Linked DNA regions of Cricetulus griseus: region 2 is linked to region 1. The links are chromatin contacts, called in public Hi-C maps. All regions are on one chromosome and are shown on one strand. The core of a region is the stretch at or near the end of the contact, and the rest is flanking DNA. Distances in the headings are between cores, read along the strand shown.

Region 1 (4,010 bases), core at 1,040-3,539:
TATATTCATCTCTGGTAGGACACGATGAAATACTTTCTCTACTGTAGCTTAGTGAACCGATGATCACTTAAAGGGACATGGATGACTCAAATACAGCTGCGTCATGGAAAAGCCCATCTATATGGTCATGAATAGTTGCTCCATGGATAGGCTGCATCCCTGGAACTCCCTGCCCAACTTCCAGGGAGTGCCACTGGAGAGCTGGCCTTTCTCTCAACAATTTACTGTTTTTATGTAACCAGCTCAGGGCTTGTAAGCCTTATAACTGTCTGGGGGAGTCTGCCTCGATCCTGGAGAGAATGTTTCTATTTGGAGAGACTAGTTGTTTAAGTCAGCCTTACCTCTAGGATCAGAAATGAACATTTTTCTTAAAATTTGTTTTATTTATATGTGTATGTCTGCATGCGTGTGTGCCCATATGTGAAGACGGAAGTACTCATTTGATCCTGTGCAGTTCCAGTTACAGGCATTCGAAGGAGGATAGGCTTGTAACCAAATCATCTCTGGAAACCCCCCCCCCCCCGCCAGAAAGATGGTTTTCTTTCTGGAGTTTATTAGCTCTTTCTACTGACCTTGTAACATAAGGTGCAAATTTGACAAAGTTCTGCTTGTGTATATTAAGGAACTTCCATTTATATGGGTCAGAGGCACAGAGAAGGGCGTGTAAAATGAGTGTGTGTGTGTGTGTGTGTGTGTGTGTGTGTCCGTGTACTTTTTATAAAAAAGAAAAATAGTCTAGGTTTGATAAGTTGAAAATTCTTGATGGGAAAACACGAGCAGAGTTCTGGGAAATGTTCCTTCACAATCTTTATTTTTCTTGGTAGGGCTCTTGTGGCACCTAAGCGCCATATAAACTTGATGGCTCTGAATTCCGAGGATTCGGAGCAGTGTGTTGATTCCACAAGGCTGGCTTCAAAGGAAAGCTATTACATGGGACACATTGCAAGGGATGAAAGGGAGAGCTAAAGTTGGGGAGTGTGGGACCGCCTTTCAGGGTGTACACCAGGTATTTGATCATTAAGGTGGGCCAGGCAAGGTGACTCTGTTGATCTGTTCTCTCTTCCTTCAGTGAAAATCCTAACCTCCCAGACAAAACCAGACACTCTGATGATTTCTTTTTAAAGGAAAATAGCACGTTCTTTCTGTTCTTGTTTCTAATTTACCACTGCACACAACACTTATTTTTAGGATCGAATGCCTTCCTTTTGTTTTTGTTTTTTTTTTTTGTTTGGGTTTTTTGGTTTTTCGAGACAGGGTTCTCTGTGGCTTTGGAGGCTGTCCTGGAACTCACTCTGTAGACCAGATTGGCCTTGAACTCGCAGAGATCTGCCTGCCTCTGCCTCCCCAGTACTGGGATTAAAAGGCGTGTGCCACCACGGCTGGCTCTTAGGGGAGGCTTCTTGAAAAAAGTAGAGTGACGAATTTCTCTTAACTTATTTAAAGTAGCTTCTTGCATTCCTGTACTTCGAAAGATTAAATGAAGGGCTTGCTAGAGAAATTCCCTATCTGGAATGTGGGAAGACTCCTACGGTGGCTAATAAGACGTCTCCAAGGTTTGCATATGTAAAGGACAAACTTAAAGTTGAATTTGGTATTTCACGTTGTGCCTTACAAAAAAAGCCCGAGCTTTTATCAAAGAACCAGGCAGCCCGGTTTCAAGTGGGTGGGTGTGTACTCAGCGCGGGCGCAGAGTTGGTTTTGTTCCCAGTAGAGTTGACATCGGCAATGGCGACTCGCGGCCACAACGGGGCAGCCTCTCCTAGGCTGGCCGCCCGGCCAGGCGAATCCTTTCGGGGAGCTGACGCGGTGAGCCAAGTCTGGCCTGCCATAGCTGCCAAGAATTTAAAGGGGGTCTAGAAACATGCATCGTCGCCCCTTTAACGCTCCTGGAGACTTCGGGTTAAGAAAAAAAAAAGAAAGATAAAAATGGAAACAATGGTTTTGTTGTTGTTTGCACGGCGTCTTCATGGTCCCCCTAAGGTCCACTCCACCGGGTCCCCAAGGCAGAGAAAAGCGGGGCAAGTAAGAGGGTCAGCCCGGCAGGCCCAGCCCGCCAGGGCGCGCCCCAGTCCAGGACTCTGCGGCGGGTGACCCAGGAGGCGCTGGGGGTGGGGTGGGCGTGGGGCGAAACACCACCACCCCCGCGGCCCGCCCCCCAACCCGGCCTGTGATTGGCTTGGGGGGCGCCAGTGCCCGCCCCGGCGAACGGGAGGGTCGCCGTGGGCGCCGGGCGGCGCAGGCGGGGCGGAGAGGGCGGGCCGGGCGGAGCAGGCGAGGGGCGGGGGCGCGGGTCCCAGGGATCGCTGAGCGGGGCTTGGGGAGGCCGGGAGAGCCAGCGGCGGGGGCGGGAGCCCGCGGGCTGAGCGCTGAGCAGAGAGAGCGCTCGGCCAGCCGCCGCTCGGCGCGCTCTCGGAGCCGCCAGTCCGCGCGTCCCCGCAGCCTTCCGGGAGGAAGCGGCGCCGCGGCCGGGTGCAGCCTCACCTGCCGGCCCTTCCCCGCCCGGCGGCGCAGAAGGACAGAGGGTCGCGGCCCCGCGACGCACTTCAGCCGATCGCAGCGTCTAGGACCCCGCGCGGGGCGCCGGCTCCATGGCGACCGGGCTCGGGGAGCCCGTCTACGGACTTTCGGAAGAGGAGGTGAGTTTCTGCCTAGAGCGTTGTGGGGAGAGGACGGGGCCACTCCGCTGCGCGCGTCCCTTGCTAGCAGTGGGTCCCGGAATCCGGGTGACCCAGAGCGGTCCGGAGCGGTGGGTGACTTGTCCGGGTGAAGCGCTCCGCTCCTCTGCCCGGGGCTCTCGGGGTGGGCGGAGGCCGCGTGAGTCGCTGCCCCGCGGGTCCCTTTCCTCTGCAAGCTGCGTCTCTCAGGGCTGTTAGGCAACTTTCCTGGTCATGCCCCTGCAGCCAGGAGTCCGTGACAAGTGTCACGTCTGGGTCGCTGCAGGGGTCTCTGCGTGGCGCAGGCTATCTGGGGATTGTTGAGGAGCCTGGTGGTGTCTCCTTCTGGGACTTTTCTTGCTAGTGGGCGCTCGGCAGCGGATGTGTGCAGATCCCGGGGGGGGGGGGGGTGACACCGGGAGAGTTGTGTACGGCCGCCCCTGGGTCTTGCAAAGTCTGGAGCTGGGATTGTGCGTTTCGAACTCCTCTATTTTGGTGTGTGGAGGTGATCTGAGAAGGAGGCAGGTGCTGCAGGAAACTTAGGGGAAGCTTGCAGCCCTGCCATTTCTCCTTCGTCAAGAGGATTCAAAGCCCCGCACCTCTGGGGTGGGTGGAGAGAAGAAAGCTCCATTGATCTCTTTTATTAATAAAACGAATGAAATAAGCCACACCCCCAAACGGTCGGTTTGACTGGAGAGGGCTTTGTTTTTAAAAAATCTCACTCGCTCATCGCGGTCCCCACTCCCCCTTTTGAAAGGATCCTGCTAAATCACTGCTCAGCCCTCACTCGACCAGCCATTCTCGACTCTTATTGGTGTGTTGCTCTGCCAAAAAGGGGGGTGGGAGGCCTGTCGCGGGCTCGGAGTGACAGGCAGGCTGGATGGAGCAGGTAGGAGTGGTTCGCCATCTGGCGGGGTGCGCGCCCAGGTCTGGCTCCCCTTTCGAGAGGTGAATTTACAACCCATGAAGCATTACTCAGCGGGGAGGTATTTCCTATCCTGGTTGTGCATTTCATGAAAAGTGGATGCCTGGAAATTTGGGCTTTCTTGATTTCTCTTTCTTACCCTCGCTCCTTTCTTTCTGAGGTTCTCTCTTTCTCTGGAGATGGGGGTGGGGTTTAAAGAGAGTCTATTATGTGAGACCGATTCACAGATTCACGTTATGGCTTTGCTTTCAGCAGCTTCCCTATTGGCATGTGTGTGTGTGTGTGTGTGTGTGTGTGTGTGTGTGTGTGTGTGTGTGTACTGCTTTCCTACTGTGGCATGGTGTGTGAGTGTGTGTATTCTACCTAAGTGTGGAATGAAATGGGTATCTTGAGGTAGGCAGGGCATGTAAGGGTTGATTTTATTTTTTGAT
Region 2 (4,010 bases), core at 603-3,102, 340 kb before region 1:
CACCCTTCAGATCATGAGTCTGCTTTGAGAAGTGGTTCATGGATGGGCTGTAGCTATGTCTAGTTTTTGAGTCTCAAGGTCAAGATGATCTCTGTACTATGATAAATAACATCAAGAGACCTCTCTTAGACTCACCCAGGCACGAGCTCAGAGTGATTCAGGGGTAACTTTTACTGTTACAAGAGCTGAAATGCAGGCAATCTGATGAATTAGAGAGAAAAAGTCCAGAGATAAACTCCTCCTGAAGAAAGGGAAAATAACTGTTTTAAATGTAAAAAAAAAAAAAAAAAGTTTGATCTAATACTATTAAATCAACATGTATGTACATACCCTTTTCTTTCCCCTTTTGGGAGACTTGAAATAAAACTACTGGGCTGAGGAGATGGCTCACTGGGTAAAGGGGACTGCCACTAGGCATGATGAACTGAGTTTGAGTTTGGTACCCAACAGTCACATGGAGGAAGAACAGAACAAATGGAGCAAGTTACCTTCTGATTCCATATCTGTGCTGAGGCACACAAATACTACTCCCCTACACACACCACGAACAAGGTGGTATCTTCTTTTTAAAGAAAGAATGAGATAAAATCCTTGACAACTCACTTCACTACCAACAGTCATTCCTAAATGTGGAGCAGTTACCCCAATGAGGTTACCTTTAGGCCTGTTTTAAATGGTTTCTCCTTAGTTCCATCTCCTGTTGCATCATTTCCTTCTCGATCAGAGACATACAGCTCTGCTGTTTTTTAAAAGATGGAAAAGTTACTCATCATATTCATCAATAACTCTCTCTTTAAAGTGCTGCTGTTACATCCATTTTCTATCTTTAGGAACAGAAAACTCCCACAGCCCAAAAGAAATCAACATTATTATTTTTCCAATCTTCCTTTTAAAAAACTATCCCACCTAACACAATAAATTACAAATCTGACTTTTCTAAAGGAACTTTTGTTATTTTAACTGTTAATACTTCTCTTTACTTGACTGTACAACAATAAAGCCAGAATTTTGAAATTCATCCTATCTTGATCAAATAAATGCTGTACCTTAAAAACCAGGGTGACCTGGGGAGAATTTATTTAACCTTTCTGTGTTTATTTCCTTATCTATAAAGTCAGAAAAATATACAGCTTACAGGGTTGTATGTACTGAGGATGAACTAGAACAAGGTGTGAATCAAGCATCCCAGGAAACGAAGCACAGACAGCAAATGAAGACGTCGGTCCCCTCTGCTTTTCAAAACAAACCCAACTCTGGGGCTAAACCGCAGAGGGCCTCACGACTGCTAGGTTTAACTGTGACATTGCCTCGGTCTCTTAAATCTTTTATTTTTACTGCTGCAAATCTCAGCAGAAAAATGAGACTGTGCGAAAAATAATTAAGTCTTAAATCCATCCCAGAAGATCAACTGAAGAACTGCTTATTTGGGGGTTTCTCTAGGTCGGAGCGCCTCGCAGCGCCCCAGTGTAGGCGGAATCACGAGACTTTCACAGTAGGGCTGGTCCAGAAAGGCGGTGGCCGAGGGACCCACAGGGCTGAAGCAGAACCGGACTCGGGCCACCGAGTCTGGTGCCCAGGTGGCCCAGGTCTGAGATGTGGGGCGAAGGACCAGAACCCCACAAATATTTGGGAGTGCGCCCATGCTGCGCCAAGCCTAAAGGGAGTTGCCGGAACATTTCTGTACTGGACCACTCACCTAGTACCATCCCTGCGGTCGCCCTGATCACCTCCGAGGACATCTACTCTGCACCCCCGCCACCTGGTCACCTCAACGTGCACAGAAGGCTTCCGTGACTGAGGAGTTGCATCATACTGTGTGAAACAGCCGTCGCGGATATGAGTCAGCGGAACATCGAACATCCATTGGCTACAGGAGGAGGTCAAGTGACTCAGAGGCCGCCATCTTTGTTCAGGGAAGAGAACACTTCCGGTTCGAAGCTACTGGGCGGGGTGCCTTGTCTGGGCTACCGAGGCGGAACCGGGTCTCAAGCTTCCTGCGTTCCCAGCTCTGCGCCTAGCTGAACGCATAGCAGGTTCTGTTTCTGAAAGATTCAACCACCATGGGGGAAAACGGTGTTGTTTTGTTTTTTAATTATTTGTTTTTTTATTTTATGTGTATGATTTTTTGCCGGCATGTGTGTACGTGCACCAGGTGCGTGCCTTGTAAAAAAAAAAAAAAGTCATCGCATCCCTTAGAATCGGAGTTATGTATGGTTGAGAGCCCAGGTCCTTCGTAAAGAGCAACAAGTGCTCTTAACCGCTGAGCCCCCTAAAATAGACTTTTAAAAAAACGAAGAAGAAAAATTGTGATGAGCTGACTAACTACCTGCTTCCCCAATAAAACAACAGTTTATATAGCATTCAATTGCATTAGTTTATGTGCTAATCCACAGATGATTTAAAATATGCAAGAGGATTTATGCAATCTCACTGCAGACACTATGCTATTTGATATAAGGCGTTCGTTATTTCCTTATTTGCATGGGTAGTGTTGATCTCCCTGAGATACCTACAGACGACCGTACTCCCTGAATCTGGCGGTGGATCTTGTATGCCACCAGTCAGATTATGAGTAGGTCTGGCCAGGATCCGCTTAGCGCTTGCTCCCAACGCAGTCTGGAGTTAAGGAAGCGCTTGGTTAACTCTGCTAAACAGCCTCATTTAATCACATCTTCCAGAAACTGGCGTTTCCTTGATGCATAGCTGAGAGTCACTTTCAGAAACAGACTGAAATTTGTCAGTACCCTTTATTGATTGATGGAATTGTGTTTAATTAGAGGCATTGTTGAGGATGTGGCTAGGTTAGGGGCGCTCTTGAGGTCACGGTGTTCCCGTTCTGTTCTCAGGATTGTTCTAGTCTCTCTACCGTGTCTATTTGGTTTGAGGTGCACTGTAAAAGGGAATGTCTATATTTAACTTTAACCATAGCCCCCTGCTTATTATGTTCAGGGCATACGAATCCGACGTCGCCATATTGGCATCGGGTAGCTTCCGGGTTCCTCTCCTGGGTCCTGTCAAACCCCAAACTCTCAGACGTCTTCCAAGAGCATTCAGTAGTATTGAATATTTTGCTCCACAAAACAAATTTTGAAGAGAGAAGAGAGGGAAATCACGGTGATGGCTTCTTACCTCGTCCCAGCCTGAGAAGGAGTGTAGTGCATGGAATATGTAAATAATGTGTAAGATTTGTAACTGCAGACAACAGTGGAGATCTCACTAGGAGACTACTATTTTAAGGAACTGAAGATGCAACTTCCCTCTCAAATTCGAGTGTTAAATTTGAGCAAAAGTTAGTTCGTTAATTCCTGGAGAACTTTTTTTTTGGTGATCCCTAAGCCACTTCCAGTTTGTGAATTATTTGTGAGCCACCAGGAGCAATAAAAAATAAAATCGTTTAAAAATTAATATCTCATTAAGGAATACAAATTTGAGCAAGTAGAACTCTGAAGCCACATACACTTGAAAATAACACAACTCTATTTTCTGGCTCCATGACCTTGACCTTGATCCTGACCCTAACCTCTTGAGTCCTGGATACCTTTGTAACATGGAAAGAATACATCTTTCAAAAAGTAAAGATTAAAAATGACCTATTATACAAAAATGCCTATTATGTGTTTGACATCCACACTTATCTGAATGAGGAAGTGGCACTTGGTACTCTTTTGTTACCTGATCATATGTGAATTAAACCTTCAACCTAATTTCTGAGAGTTCTGGTGGACTCCTCACTCTCCCCATCCCCTCACCCTCCCCACCTCCCATCTGCATGAATGGGCTCCCTAGCCAGTGTCCCATAATGTCTCTGACTATCTTTCCCCAGCTGCTAGTGACTTGTCTTTTGCTTCAGGCCATTATATGGGAGTGCTGATAGCATTTCCTTGAAACCTAAGGACTTCCTGTTTCGACATCCATCTTTTTCACCTTATTCAGTGAAAGTAGTTGCCTGATTAAGGCAGCCAGCTGGAGTCCCCACTGAGATTCTTGGGCACCTCAAAATGTCCCCTGGG

The links. A called contact is a pair of places that touch in the nucleus more often than the background predicts.
Region 2: a contact with region 1 is called in a Hi-C map of the CHL-YN cell line, with 6 times the contacts expected there. The contact joins the promoter of Nars1 here to the promoter of Nedd4l in region 1. A contact is called at or near these places in 2 of 8 Hi-C or Micro-C datasets (the CHL-YN cell line and fibroblasts).

The regions. Positions count from the first base shown.
Region 1 is chr2:174,386,278-174,390,287 of CriGri-PICRH-1.0, reverse strand. Nedd4l (E3 ubiquitin-protein ligase NEDD4-like) reads left to right here and starts at 2,289. Exons shown (of 30, transcript XM_027402751.2): 1 at 2,289-2,636. The coding sequence starts at 2,589.
Region 2 is chr2:174,727,688-174,731,697 of CriGri-PICRH-1.0, reverse strand. Nars1 (asparagine--tRNA ligase, cytoplasmic) reads right to left here and starts at 1,852. Exons shown (of 15, transcript XM_027402754.2): 1 at 1,697-1,852; 2 at 657-739. The coding sequence starts at 1,739. It overlaps LOC103163359 (a long non-coding RNA gene), which reads left to right and starts at 1,893. Exons shown (of 4, transcript XR_003482795.2): 1 at 1,893-2,033.